Linked DNA regions of Mus musculus: region 2 is linked to region 1. The links are chromatin contacts, called in public HiCAR-type maps. All regions are on one chromosome and are shown on one strand. The core of a region is the stretch at or near the end of the contact, and the rest is flanking DNA. Distances in the headings are between cores, read along the strand shown. Region 1 has its middle 39 kb from the start of Gm22434. Region 2 overlaps Gm32333 (a long non-coding RNA gene).

Region 1 (4,394 bases), core at 967-3,466:
CTAATGTGCAAAGAAAGGCTAGGAATAATAAACAGTAGCACGGATGCTTCAAAATTGATTCTGATCAAACCAGATTCCAACAAGACTTCAGGGAGGACTGTGATAAATGTAATTATTGAAAGTCATTATTAAAATAACACTGCAAGCAGCTCCTCTGGTCTGTCCATTTTCCTGTTTTTAACATGTTTGTGATACATATGTATATGTATGTATACATACACACACACATATAGAGAAAGAGAGGACAAGAGAAAGAGAGTATATATATATATATATATATATATATATATATATATACACACACATATATATGTGTATATGTGTATATATGCATATATTTATCTTATGCATTTCTCTGGGGTAAGTATGTTGTAATGGAATTCTGGGGTCACACTGCCATGCAAATTCAGCCATTAGAAGAACCTAATGAAAGACATGTATCAGATTGTTCTCATTTGTCTTCAGTGTGTGTGTGTGTGTTTTTTTTTTTTTTTACCTCCTGGGAGCACTAGCAGAAAATGCTCAGACCTTTCTCACCTCGCGGTACTTCATCAAAACTGTTTCCCAATCTCTCTCCAGCTGTCATGCCGCTGAATGACAAGAGAATCAGATAAAGAGTTCTGTGCAAATGTTAGCCAGTGGGCATTGCCAAGGCAGACGTGTGCTCAGCACTGGAAATAAAGTATAGGACAAATGCAGTTTTTACTTTAACTACCTGTCTCCACGTGTATTGTGTGATGCAGCAGTTAACAAAGTACTCTGCTAAGGCCATTTATTTAGCAAATGACTGTTAACGAGTCTCATATGCCAAGTGCTGGGGCTGCAAGAACAAACAAAACAAGCATATTTATGATTCTCAGTGTAGACACGGGGAGATGGTAACCAAAGAACCACACTAACAAATGTCAAATAAGTGCTCCAGAGAGACGAAATGCTGTTTTAGGAAAGCATGGGATAAATCCAACCAAAATGTGGGCTCGAGATGGGCTTTCCCGATGTATAATGCATGAGCCACAATATGAAGGTCACGCAGAGAGTACATAGGCAAGTTTGCAGAGGTTTCATTGCAGAGATAGAAGGATGAAGGTCTGTGCCTGGAGGGCAGCCACGGAAAAGGAAAGCTGACAAACCCAGACCGTGGAGTTGAAAGGATGGGATTAAAGTCTGAAAGCAGACATGAAACTATGTAGGTAACATCTATGATTTCCTCTCTATGGAAATACGCCTGGGAAATCACTGTAGGGCTTTTAAGTATTGGTGAAGCAAAACAGGGCTGGTGTTTTGAAGCATTTTCTCTAGACAAAAATTAAAATATAACCACTCTTCAAAAAGATTAAAAATAACCATTTTTTTCCCAATCAGACTCCCTACCTCAGAGCTCCCAGGGACTAAATTACCAATCAAAGAGTACATACAGAGGGACCCATGGCTCCAGCCCCATATCAATGGTAGGAGACGCCCTTGGTCCTGTGAAGGCTTGATTCTCCAGTGTAGGGGAATGCCAGGGTGGGGAAGCAGGAGTGGGTAGGTGGGTGGGAGAACACCCTCATAGAAGCAGGGGAACAGGGATGGGATGAGGGTTCTGAAGGAGAAACTGGGAAAGGGGATAACATTTGAAATGTAAATAAAGAAAATATCCAATAAAAAAATAACCATTTTTCTAAGGTTACCATGAAGTAACTCCCTAAGATGCAATTTCATTCTTCAACTGATGGCACTCAACTAACACCAAGGTGAGAAAGAAATTGGCTTAAGAGCTATTAAAGAGCAAACCAAAAAGACTATGAAGACAGATCATGCAGTTCCTGGTTTCTATTTTATGCAACGCCTGTGATACAACTGATTTCAACAACCCATTAGCAACAGTAGCTGTCACTGGCTGTCACGAGCTGGCTGTACTATCGTTGACCTCACTATTAATAATGACCACTGGCTAGTCCGAGTGAGTAGGCTGTGAGGTAGCCTAGTATTAAAAACAGAGAAAGGGTTTTACAATTAGAAACCTCAGATTTGAGTCCTGGTTTTGCTGGCTGTAAGTGAGAAGTTAAGGAAATAATTGGAATCAGTTATCCTGGATAGCCCTAGTTCCCAGAACAGCGACATGAAATTTCATTGTCCAAGGAGCATTTAGACATTTAGAGCACAGCTCTGTATTCAGTAACTCGGCTGTAACAGCTGTGGTACTTGGAGAGTTTCAGTGTAGGTGGGAGCCAGGGACTCCCATAAAGCAGGTCTTCCCTTTTCCCCCTGAGGACTCAGCTTCTCAGCTCTCGTTTTCTGGGTCCTACTGGGTACAGTATTCATCCTAATTTCTCCAAGATGCCTCATCTCAGTCTCCTTGAAAGCTTTTAAACTGGTTTTATTCCTTTCCCTTAGCCCAAATCTCTTTGGCTTGGGGCATTAGAGACAGTGAACACTGATGAGTTAATTTGTGTGGAAGTCTAAGTTGCTCACAGTGTTGCAGCATTCAGTTCAGAGTTCTTTCTGGGACTCAAAATAAATAAATTAATATATATATATACATATACATACTTATACATATATATATGGTGTGTGTGTGAAAATCTTTAATGTACTCATTATAATGAAATGATTGGATGTGACACACCCTGACATGATCATCAACTAATACATATATGAATCAAAACATCACATAGTGCATTCTGAGCAGAGTGTGATTATCAAGTGCTGTATAAGGTCAATTGCAGAGAGTTCTGGAAAGGGGTAGTGTCCTTGTTCCAAGAGTAGATGGCACCCGCTGCAATGGCATTCTCAGGAGGTGGACAGCTACATGATACACTATGTGGCCCAAGTCCTTGTGGAAAAATGGAAACAAGTCTCGTTTTAGAAGAGGCCTGCAGAGAAAGACGTGCTAATATTCAGCCTTTCAAAAGTCATTTCAGATGCAAATGGAAAATCAAGGCATAAAATATTGAAAATTAGATTTTATTTAAAAACACAAAGAAGCAACACCCTGGAGAGTGAACACAGAATATTCTTGCATTAGAGAAAAACCTGAGTGGGCTTTATCCAGTGTAAGGTGCATATAGGATCTGAGCATGAAGTTCAGTTTTGATTTTGCCTTTTGGTACAATGGATCAAACCAGTGCTCTTGATGACTGAGTTGCATCCCAACCCTCAATGGGTTTTGACAAATATGTACAAAAATTGTCCCCACCATCATTGAGAAGCCAGGGAAACCTTTCCCTGCCTCTTTGTAGCATGGGTTGGCTCTGAATGAATCATATTTCAGATGTTGTTGAAGAAAAAAAATCAGGCTTGATGATGGATTGGATTTTAAAAGGAAAAATGTAGGAGAGAAAGATAAACGTTCACTCCAAGATTTTGTCCTGAGAAACTTGGTTTGTACAACAGTTAGGTAGAGATGGCCAGAGTTCCGTGGTCAATATTGATGATGTATTTCTGGATACTAAGGAGGCATTTATTTTGCAAGATAAAGTTTAATGCATAGATAATCACTTAGAATACCGATCATAAAAGGACAAATATATGCTTACTGAAATAAACACAAGACCAATTTTATGGCTGAGGTCTTCAACCATGGAAGCACGTGACTTTACCCAATAGAGTGTTGGAAGGATCTGCATATGCCCAGCTGCGGATGCTCATTCAGCTCTGAGCTGCCATGTAAGAAACAATCTTCATAGGCATGAATTCTCTCATTGCTTTAACTCTCGAATCCCGATTCTGAGAATTTATACTTAGTGAATTACATGTAAAAGTTAAACCCAGCAATCTAAAACACAAAACTTTTCATTTGTACCAAATGTTTGTGACCAATCTCTCTATAGTAATAAAGGAAGGCATAGTTTATATGTCTAGAAAAGGTGACTATATAAGAACAGTAAGGTACATCTGCATAGAATATAACAACTGAAATGCTATTGGATGTCTGCTATATGCTTGTGACTATCCTAAGGTTTATCTTGCATTACCTCTGTCATATTTCTGTAGTTTTAGTTAGCACAAAGAATAATAGGGTTTGTTATGAAATTCTAAGTACATATATATCATTGTATTCTCCCCAATTTCACCCCAGTACTGTCCTCCAGCCATTTTGTCTCATTGTGCTGGTGCCTCTCCTTCCCCAAGAATCCTTCAGATGTTTTATCATATATATGTAACTTGTTAAATTTAGTCTCCACAGATAAGAGAAAATTGGCAATATTTTGTCTTCTCCCTATTATTTGTTATTTCCCCACATAGTCACTCTTCTGTTTCCAACATGTTCACATCACATATGCAGTGTTTAAAATTCAATATATACATAGGTAAAGCCTGACTTACTTACAATATGAATTTTCATATAGTTCTGTCTACTTTATTCAGATGAAATAATTTCATTCTTATTTATGGCTGAGTCAGGCTCCATT
Region 2 (4,365 bases), core at 1,779-4,278, 420 kb before region 1:
TAAATAAGGGGGTAGGAGAATCACTTTTAAAGATTCCAACAATGGTTAAATGACATAATTTTGGTGTGTCTAGCTTATACACAGCATAAGTGCATTACTTAAATAATGTCTATTTTTATTCCTCTGGATTAGAAGCAGAGGAAATTGAGGATCAAGAAAAAATGGTAGAAAGGAGGAAGCATCAAAGATGAAGAAGTAGTAACTGGAAGGGAGGAGCTACAGGGGAGTGTGCACGGTCCTCCTCTTTAACTCTGTATGGCAACACCAACATCAGGGACACAAAGACAATGAGAAAAGCAACAAGGTAAAAGCCAGGTTAAACATGAAGGAAAGGATGCCCCAGTATAGGGGAATGCCAGGGTAAGAGTGGGAGTGGTTGGGTTGGGGAGCAGGGGGAGAGGGGGAGGACATAGGGGATTTTTGGAGGGGAAACTAGGAAAGGAGATAACATTTAAAATGTAAATAAAGAAAATACATAATAAAAGAGAAAAAATATAATATGAAAACAAAAAAATGAAGGAAAGGGAGAGAAAAACAAACAAAAGCAAAAAACAAACACAACAAAACAACAACAACAAAACACAAACAAAACAAAACAGAACAAAAACATAAAGGAAAATATAGTTGAATACAAAGACAACAACAGTAAAGTTAGCCTCCATGGTAGTGGCCCATGTCTGCAAGCAGAGATCCACCCACTGTCCTCATTAATTAAAACCCACAAAGAACAGGTCGCTTTAGGTCTTCACAGTTTTAACATTTAAATTTTGGAATTTTGTTTAGATTTATGAGTCGTAAGAATTATGAAAAAAAATTGCCTAATTTAAAATTCAGTTGCCTGCCAATCCTGTGTCCTGTGAGAATCAGCTGCCAGCTCAGCCCTAAAACAAATAAAAATACTTCAGTGAATTCATTTGGCATCAGAAAAACATTTTTTTTCCTTTCTGATACACAAACACAAATGAAGTAAACTCTGCTAAGGACAGAGCTGTGTCACGGGAGAGGCCCCAGGCCTTATCAGGAAAGGACCACGTCATGGCTCCATGATGGACGGCACACAGGAGACTCAAGGTAGAAACCCTAGTTGAAAACACATCACTCAAGCCCGAGCTGAAGTGGTTCTCAAGGATCAAGAATCTTGGAAACTGTTCCACACTAAACATTCTATTTTCTGGACTGTGTGACAAGAAAGGATTCTCATTCCAACAGAGAGAGGGAAGGTGCAGAAGAGAGAGATGGGGGTGGTGAGAAATGAGAAAGAAAGGAAGGGAGGGAGAAAGAAAGGTAGGTGAGTGTACCCTTCCCCCAAACTAGTGCTGGCAGCACTCCTGGGAACAACTTATGGGACAAAATACTTTAACTTGGCAATAGTATGGTCTCACCAATGTCCTCCTTATTGTACATATAGCTGAGACTCTTCCACAGGAGTTCAATGGCCAGATGTAGTAGGAGATTATTTTGACCTTGCACATAGCAAAGCACACAGCACAAAGCTATTCCTACTAACTATGTGGGCCAACGCCATCATCTGACTTGTTTTTTGTTTGTCTTTTTAACTCTGCCCAATTTTTGAAAGGCTCAGGGTCTGTGGCGTAGGAGGAAAAGAGACCTAAGAAGCCTGGGAATTGTGTTATCTGGGAGGGTGTCACATGGGTTCTTGGCTTCAAAGGACTGAATCCCTGTCAGCTTTGGGCAGGGGTCCCCTTGGTGTTGGGGAAGGTCCAGGGAAGGTGTTTTCACTAGAGAACTTGAGAGATGCTGTAGCCTTAGAGTCAGAGCCTATGCCGTTCAGTTCACTCACCCCTTCATGCCTTTGGTATTTATGATGCTCTCCTGGCTTGGATCCAGGAGACTGTAGGGCCAGGGCTGGCAGCATCCCAAGGGTTGTCTTTGGAGACATAAAGGTCATTGAACTAACCCAACCTTGAGTAGACATGATTGTTCCACAGGAGTCACTGAAAAAGAAATTAATTAGAGTTCTATAGGTTTTTTTTTTTTGCGGGGGGGGGGAAGTCTTTGTATAATACTCTCCATTTTCTAATGTGATCTTTTTCATTATCAATTTATATAAATTTTAGATGATGGTTGTCCAAGCTCTGCTCTTAGTGGGGATTGTGGGATTGAGAAAAGGATTGATTAAGCAGCCTATCAGCTTTATGAATGGTACTGCCGTGGTATGAAACCGAAAAAACAAAACAAAACAAAACATGCTATCATTTTAACTCCATTGCTCCATAGTTTCAGTATGGAGTATTAAACAGTATTAAAATGTTTGCTTTTGTGCATACTATTTGCAGCTCTTTCCTCACATACACATGTGCAAAGTGGTAGCAAAAACAACCCCCAAAAGTTCCATGTAGTGGGCAGAAGTCGAGGGGAGAGGCCTCAGCACAGTTCCCACAGTCCACGAGTAGATAGAGCAGAGTGTTATTATTGCCTGTCACAGCAAGAGGATATTATTCTATAGAGCAATATTAACGAGCAGCTACTGCGCCAAGAAGTAAAGGGTTAAGCCGTGTTGTTCATTGTCACATGATGCTGGGAAAGAGCTGAGCAGGAACCTCGGGATCCAGGGATCAGGAGGAGGCACATCTTGCCTGCACATGTGGCCTCTACCACTACCACTTCAAAGTGCCTGCTCGGACCGACATAACATTCTGACGCCGACTGTAAATGCCCTTGACACGCAGAGTGGAAAATATCAAACACTCCACCAGTCCCCAAAACGCAGTGTCTCAGCACTGGGAAAGGCCTTAATGAGCCTGCAGAGAAGGGGAGGGGGGGACAGAGGGGAGGGCTCCGAGCCAGAGAGAGGGGAGGAGGTGGAACAGTGCAGCCCCGGGTGGTTCTGATTTAAGGCTTGTACTGATACATGCCGGGCGTGTGCAATTGGGCTCAGACCACTGTGAATTTGAGTACCCCAGGACCTTGAAGAACATCCCTAGGCATCAGTTCCAGGCCTTTCTGAGTCAAGTCCCTACTGAATCTGTTTTTCCTTGCACATTCCAGAGCACATGACTCGCAAATAGAACTTCTCAGCACAAAGCTATTCTCTTTTGCAAAGGCGGCCCTGTGCCTTGCTTCTTCCCACAGCTTCCCCTTAGTGCAGATGCTATGTGGCTGTGTCTTCTCTTGGGAAACTTTTCATAGTGGATATAGTTGGCTACTTAGAAGGTCTCTTTCATCCCATCAAAGGGTATTTTTATTAGAAGTTCTTTTCCAGAGAAGCTGTTGTTTTAAGTTACCAGTGAACCCTCTATATAGTAACTTAGTCAATTGGACAGTCCAGACAAAGAGAAGATAAGAGGATGGATTCCTACTCCAGACCCCACCTTCTCTCAGCCTTATCAGTGGACTCTCACACAAATAGATAGGCTGGATGGTTCATTCTTTAACCTCATTCACTAGTTTTGAAGAATCGGAGTACATAAAATTCATAAAATATATTTCTTGACCTCTGAAGACCCTCAAACAATAGAGGAGAGGGATATATAAAAGTAATGACAGACTTTTGTGTGCAAAGCTACAAAGTAGCTCTACTACAAAGTGCCCCAGAACACAGGAGAGGAGGTAGTTGGGACAGTCTATGCTGCTGTTGGGCATTGAGAAGTCTTCCCTGAAGCTACATTTGGCGGAACTGGCTTGGATGTTGGTAGCTGAGAGAAACAGCCAGTGCAAAGACACAAAAGGAAAGAGTTCGAGGGTGGAGAGGATATCAGTCATGTTGAATTTTAAAAGGACAAGTTCAGTGTGGAAGAGCTGAGAGAGCAGCCAAGGTAGAAGAACCTGGAAAGGCAAAGCAAAAGCCAAGGCCTCCTGAGCAATCGCAAGAGCTTTATGGAGAAGCTCCATCCATCCCAGATGTAGACACATCTAGGGAAGGAAAGAGGAACTAGAAAGGGGAAAGGCTGGAGGCCTCCTGTGCCTACTGTGCTCTTTTAGTCTTAAGAGTGACCACTCATCTGCTGTGAGGTGGCATGGGTGGAGGAGAGATGCTCTTCCACCCCTTACCCTTCACCACCTGCAGCAAGCCCAACTGGCCCCAGAGTAATGAAAGTGGGAGAGCTGGCCCTGTACCACTTGAGAGAGTAGGTCTTTACCTCACCGGGGTAGCACAGTAGGAATGGTCGGTGTGGTGTGAGCACAGGCGAGCTTGCCCCTAGGTGTGAGAGCAGCAGAACTGTCCCTGCTCCTTGTAGGCTGGTGTGGGAGAGCTGAGGAGCTGAGCAACTCAGCTACCATGTATGCTCAGATCCAGGGCTCTGAGTTGGCCCACCCCACCATCTATGCCATCTCTGAACTGATGGAGCATGTGCAGGGGGCTAGTCCTGCAGACCCAAAACCTACAGGTTCTCCATGACACAC

What was found. HiCAR-type assays count read pairs that join an accessible place to other places.
Region 2: a contact with region 1 is called in a HiCAR-type map of fibro-adipogenic progenitors, with 10 times the contacts expected there. The contact joins two enhancer-like sites. A contact is called at or near these places in 13 of 484 Hi-C or Micro-C datasets (the C2C12 cell line, the G1E-ER4 cell line, adipose-derived mesenchymal stem cells and 5 more) and 7 of 115 datasets of contacts at active chromatin or transcription factors (the NIH/3T3 cell line, astrocytes, craniofacial prominence and 4 more).

What each region holds. Positions count from the first base shown.
Region 1 is chr1:163,154,868-163,159,261 of GRCm38.p6, reverse strand. No RefSeq gene overlaps it. Among named protein-coding and RNA genes, the nearest start is that of Gm22434, 39 kb to the right of the region's middle. Within about 2 kb of position 2,216, at least 4 of the 459 cell types and tissues checked have an H3K27ac peak or open chromatin away from gene starts, as enhancers often do. A contact at or near this core is called in fibro-adipogenic progenitors and muscle stem cells, where this site is marked.
Region 2 is chr1:163,573,269-163,577,633 of GRCm38.p6, reverse strand. All of the region lies in intron 1 of Gm32333 (a long non-coding RNA gene), which reads left to right. Among named protein-coding and RNA genes, the nearest start is that of Gm39689, 3.8 kb to the left of the region's middle. Within about 2 kb of position 3,028, at least 81 of the 459 cell types and tissues checked have an H3K27ac peak or open chromatin away from gene starts, as enhancers often do. A contact at or near this core is called in fibro-adipogenic progenitors and muscle stem cells, where this site is marked.